Regions from separate parts of the Oryzias latipes genome. Here region 1 is linked to region 2. A link is a contact called in public Hi-C data. All regions are on one chromosome and are shown on one strand. Each heading gives the region's core, a stretch centred on a gene start, on an enhancer-like site or on the middle of the called end of the contact. The rest is flanking DNA. Distances are from core to core; before and after follow the strand shown. Region 1 overlaps pdzrn3 (E3 ubiquitin-protein ligase PDZRN3). Region 2 overlaps pdzrn3 (E3 ubiquitin-protein ligase PDZRN3).

What was found. A called contact is a pair of places that touch in the nucleus more often than the background predicts.
Region 1: a Hi-C map of embryo shows a contact between it and region 2, with 2.2 times the contacts expected there. The contact joins two enhancer-like sites. A contact is called at or near these places in 2 of 5 Hi-C or Micro-C datasets (embryo and fibroblasts).

Annotation. Positions count from the first base shown.
Region 1 is chr5:22,049,754-22,052,453 of ASM223467v1, forward strand. It overlaps pdzrn3 (E3 ubiquitin-protein ligase PDZRN3), which reads right to left. Exons shown (of 10, transcript XM_023955096.1): 2 at 952-1,872. The coding sequence starts at 1,665. Among protein-coding and RNA genes, the nearest start is that of pdzrn3, 7.8 kb to the right of the region's middle. Within about 2 kb of position 1,423, at least 7 of the 8 cell types and tissues checked have an H3K27ac peak or open chromatin away from gene starts, as enhancers often do.
Region 2 is chr5:21,978,545-21,981,244 of ASM223467v1, forward strand. The region is part of intron 3 of pdzrn3 (E3 ubiquitin-protein ligase PDZRN3); the gene reads right to left. Among protein-coding and RNA genes, the nearest start is that of gxylt2, 54 kb to the left of the region's middle. Within about 2 kb of position 1,312, at least 3 of the 8 cell types and tissues checked have an H3K27ac peak or open chromatin away from gene starts, as enhancers often do.

The sequences.
Region 1 (2,700 bases), core at 173-2,672, 71 kb after region 2:
CCACCTACATCAAATCCAATTGGTCCAGCTGAATGGCCAACCACACTCTCTAATCCAATAAGAATGGATTTAGTGCAAAGAGGTCCTTTTCCGACTGATAAAGACTTTGACCTTCCAAAATCCCCCTCATTGAGCTGTTGTTCTTTATTTGGATTGTTTTATCGTTATTTGATTAGCTATTAAGTTTCTGTTTTTAATAAGTTGGATTTTTGTGAATGTCGCTTGTTGAGTGCCTAATGTTACATTAAAAAATATATCTATACATTTGTCATTCATATTTTTTTCTTTGCCCTTTTAAAATTGGTTTGGCACCACTAAATGTGCATCCAGCATGCAGGCAATAAACTGCATTCAATTCTTCATCAGCAACAATAATACATTCACAAAAAGTATTCATAGAGAGATCTCATTTATGTTACAACAACAGTTGCGTTTAGTTGGTGCTGCTGATCAGTTGGAGGGCCCACAAATTAATTTCGCTTATTGCCCCCAAAAGACCCCTGTTTATATTGCACATAATTTATGACATTAAAATTATATAAGAATCACTAATGAATCATATATAAACAGCGCAATAATCACGCACAGTTCTACACTGATTTACGTGTTGTATGATTGGTTTATTCCTACTTCTTCCTTGGTTTTATGTGGTTCCTTCGTGGTACATCTGTAAAAAAAATCTCTTTTCTCATTATTTCCAGTTTTTTTCATATATGACCGATTTTCCATCCGTGCAATTTGCGCAAAATGTACACAGTGGTTGTGTTTGACACACTGCATTTTTTTTTCGTCTGCTCCTGATTCACAACGATTTGAATAAAAAAGATACCCAGGAGGAATGCCATTTGAATCTTTACTGTCTTCATAATACATTGGGAGAACGCCACGAGAACGTGATCAAAAGCTGAATTTTCATTGGAGTGGGTCTTTTCAGAAAGTTGTCTGACTCACCTGGCAGGAGGAAGCCACGGTTCTGGTCAGGGAGTCGATCCTCTCGCTGTACTCGGTGAACTTCTTCTGGTACTTGAGCGCCGTCGTCTGCAGCTCCCCGTGCACGGCGGACAGCTGTCCCAGCAGCGCCTTCTCCCGCTGGTTGGCCCGGATGGCCTGCTTCTTGCACTCCCGGTCCAGGATGATCAGCCTGCAGTGCAGCGCGCTGTTGTGCGCCTTCAAGGCGCGCACGCAGCAGTGGCTCTTCAGCTTCTGCTCCCTCAGGGTCAGCACCAAGCCGCAGCCGCTGTCGCAGACCCCCACCGGCCGGTAGTCGCACGTCTCCCGCATGTGGGCGTCCAAGTCCCGCAGGCGGAGCTCCTCCGTGCATCCCTTATTGCGGCACTTGGCCGGGGAGAAGTCGCACGTCTCCGCGTGCTCGGCCAGATGCTGCAGCTTCACCACCGCATCGCAGCCTCTGGCGTGGTTGTCGCATTTGATCTCCAGCTTCAGGATCAGGTTCTTCAGCGGCAGGACGTGGTTCAGCTCCCGGGCGGAGACCCGCTGACACTTGACGGGGCAGCTGCTCTGCTGGACGACCCAGGGCAGCACGCAGCCGGAGCAGAAGACGTGGCCGCACGGCGTCGTCAGCGGCTCCTCCAGCACTTTGTTGCACAAGTTGCACTTGAAGTCCGGGTCCACGGTCCCCTTGAAGCGGTCCAGCTCAAATCCCATGATGATCTCCCCCCCCCCTGGATCCCGAGTCGAGAATCGTGGACTCCCCACCCCCGCAACGCCGTGGGGCGGTTTCAGCTGGTCATCGGCGAGACGCTCCCACAGACGGACTGGGAGCTGAACTCACAGCCGCAACTCCACTAATTAAACTCCGACTTTTTGGTGCCTTCAGGAGCGCCTCCGGTCCAAGTTGGAGAAAAGTTTGCGCTTGTAAAAAAAACACACATTTACGATTTATAAACCACAAAAAGAAACTTATAAACACACGTCAACTAAAACAGTAACACAGACATACATTTATGATTGCTAAAAGCGATTGACAACATCTGAAAGTGTATATTTCTCACGAAATATACGCATATGTATCAACAGAGTTTCGTTCAGTGTCCCAGAAAACTGATCTATGCGTTTTATACCCCCCCCCCCAATCATTTTAAACCGAATACATCAAATTTAAAAGGTCTAATTTCATAGTCAAATGGCTAACATTTAATTGTCTGACAGACAGTGAACGCAACATCACTGGAAACCACTTTTTACCGTAACTCTTCTACGAATCACGCACACGCTTTTATTTTTAACAGGAAAAAAGTGAAACCATTAAATGAATCTCCGAGAAAAGAGACAAGGCAAATAATTATTAATCATAAAAAAATAATAAAAAACACTTTTTAGGAGGATGACTTCCTATACTGGAAGTTAATCAGTGATTGTTACAAGAAGAAGAAGCAGAAACTATTAGAAACAACAATAATAATAATTTACATAGAATTTACATAGAATTTATGAAAGAAATTTATTGTTAGCCATATAGTATTAATAATAATAATATGACTTAACAAAACGTTTGGACACTGCGCATAAAAGCAAAAGCCAGTAAAATCCTTACAATATAAGGAAAATCACAATAAAACCAGCTTACTAGAAGAGTGATATTTGTTTTTATTTTAGTGTGTATTACAAATAACTTCAATTATAAATATCCCATTAAAAATGTACTTTAAATATGTTTTTTTATTTGTCATGGAATCCTTC
Region 2 (2,700 bases), core at 62-2,561:
TGAGTGTGACATCATCCATAGAAAAGGGCTTATGTCTGGCTCCAACGAAACAGTCCATTCAGTTGGTGTTTGTTTAGGAGCTAGACCTCATCAGTAAGCAGTGATTGGTCCAAGTCCAAGAAAAGTTCATAAAAAACCTGCAAACCGTGGTTTAGTACCAGTATCAAAATACTCTGTCAATTCATTTCACACAAGATTAGATTAATTATCTAACTGTTTTGAAATTTTTTATTCTAAACCCTTTTTATTTAGTTACGATAAAACATTTATTACTGCCAAGTGAAATACACTAAGCTGAGGTGGAAAGTTAAACACTAACTGAAAAGAGAGTAGACATGAAGAGGAGCGGTCCCGATGACTCTCCCCAGGAATTCCCCGAAACAGGACACATGACCACGGGGGAAGGAACAGAACCTCCTCAGGAACAGACTCATGAAGAGGAGCAACCCTGGCAACCCTCCTCAGAAACGAGACAGGGAAGATAAAGGAGCGGTCCCGGTGACCCCCCTCAGTAACAGACACATGAAGAGGAGCAGGCCGACGATCATTCTCAGTAACAGACACATGAAGAGGAGCGGCTTCGGTGCATCTTCGCAGGGACAGATGACTTGAAATGTGTCTGATATTTTCAAAATTAAAAATCTCTTTTTAAAAATACTACGAGAACTCCATTAAGTATTTATGTGTAATTCCATTTTTTGTCTCAAATTGATCACAATGAGGTTTTAAATTTTACAAATGAAAATTAGTGTTATTTACCCTGTTTTATTTTGAAAATTCTTCCTGTGACACTTAACATTATCCAATAATCCTTTATTTTGTGTGAGAAAAGCAAAAACATGTTTTCCTCATCCTAATGTTTTTCTGAATGTACTGTAGGCGTTAGCGGCGCCTCCTTCTCGGGAGAACCGTGGCCTCTGATGGCGGCAGACTTCTGTAAACATTGGCGTGCCGACTGCCCTGAGGGGAGGGTGCAAGAAAATACCTGAGAGGGAAGAGCGACTAATAAACTGCTGCTCTGACACACACTTTATGATTTAAATTGGGGGGAGGGGAGAGTGTTACTTATCTGAAGACCAGTTTTTTTTTTTTTTAACCTCACATTACATCCTTCATCGGAGCAGTAAATCAGAGCTTGTTGGTTAAAGGTTTTAATGTCAGACCTAAAACAGGAGCCTGACAGGTGCAGAGGGCTCACTGTAGTTACATCTATCAGCCAGCAGGGGTCACTGCTTCCTTCTGGCCATCTGCAGGCCATCCCAGCTGAGGAGCAGGTCAGGTTACAAACAAACTGCATATCAGAGTCTCTCATAAATACTTTTCCTGAGCAGCCACAGCTGCCCCCTCAGAGCTGTAAATCCCTCTGAGTTGGAAACATTTCCACCCAAATATTCCTTTGTTCTGAAAGAGTCGGTCTCAGAAAACGTGGACAGAGTCAGGATTCAAGCCTGGAATAGGCTTTGGGAGAAATCGGGACGTGAAAGGAGGGAAAAGTGACCGAATTACAGCGAGATCTTGTAAAGGACGTGGTGTTTCCAGAAGCTCACTGGCCTCCACTTTTCCCAGACAGGAAGCACCTGGGTCCAGTGGTTGGAGAACCACCACCAGAATAAAAAAAAAAAAATAGCACATTGGCTCAGAGGATCCTCCCCAGGAGTGTAAACAAACAAAAACAGAAAAACTCTTTTATTTTTCCATCGCTTAAGTGGATGGGAGGGGGCCCAGACAGTTCATAACTGATGGATCTGTGAGATCCTAGTGGGTCCCAGAAAAACAAAAAAAAGGGGGGGCGGGGTTGCCACACTATCCAGAGGCGGGTGGCTGAACATAAACAGCTTGTTTAGGGGTCGCTCTAATCACAGAGGAGAAGAGTGGAAATGGAGAAAAAGATGGGAGGAGAAGAAATAGAAGGAAACCAGGAACATGAGGGTGGGAGAAAAGGGTCGGAGCGGCGGCAGCGCGGGGGGGGGGGGGGGGGTAGTTTCCAACCCTAAAATTGATCTTTATCGAGAGCAGATTCCCAGGAAAAAGAATGCCCAGAGCGAGACTCGTCTTCCTGCGTGTATCTGCAGGAGCTCTCCAAAGATGAAATTAGAGGACATTTACTGTAAAGAACAGAGTCGCGCTTAAAGGAAAACATATTTCCTCCTGCCTTTCATCTCCAGACTTTTTGTAAAACAGCTGAAGGTTTTTTGTTGTTGTTGTTTTCTTTCCAGAATTCTCCAAACTTACTCTAGGGAAAAGAAGAAAATATGAGGAGATGGAGAAGGACCTGCAGCCGTCTCTGGTTCAGGAGTTAATCTCTGGTTTATCTAAAACACAACAAAAAAAACCCCAAAAAAGCACCAAAAATGCTAGTTTGCTTTGTGGAAGTTGAGTTGATTTTAACTCCTATGTAAATATTCCTGCTCTGAAGAGAAAGTAAATGCACCCCAGAAACTACAGGGTGAACTTTATAAAAGCAGGCCCCGAAAAAAAAAGTAAAAAATATTGTATTTTCCACACTATAGCATGCACCGGATTATAAAGTTCACCGTCAATAAATGGCTCATTTTTGAACATATATCATAAGGGGCACCAAACTATTAGGCGCATTAAGCGAGACAAAAAAGTCAGAGTAAAGTCAGACAGTCTGACTTAATTAACCGCGTTCACAGTAACTCTAAAACTTGTTTGTAACACGCTACACGTTAGCTAAAT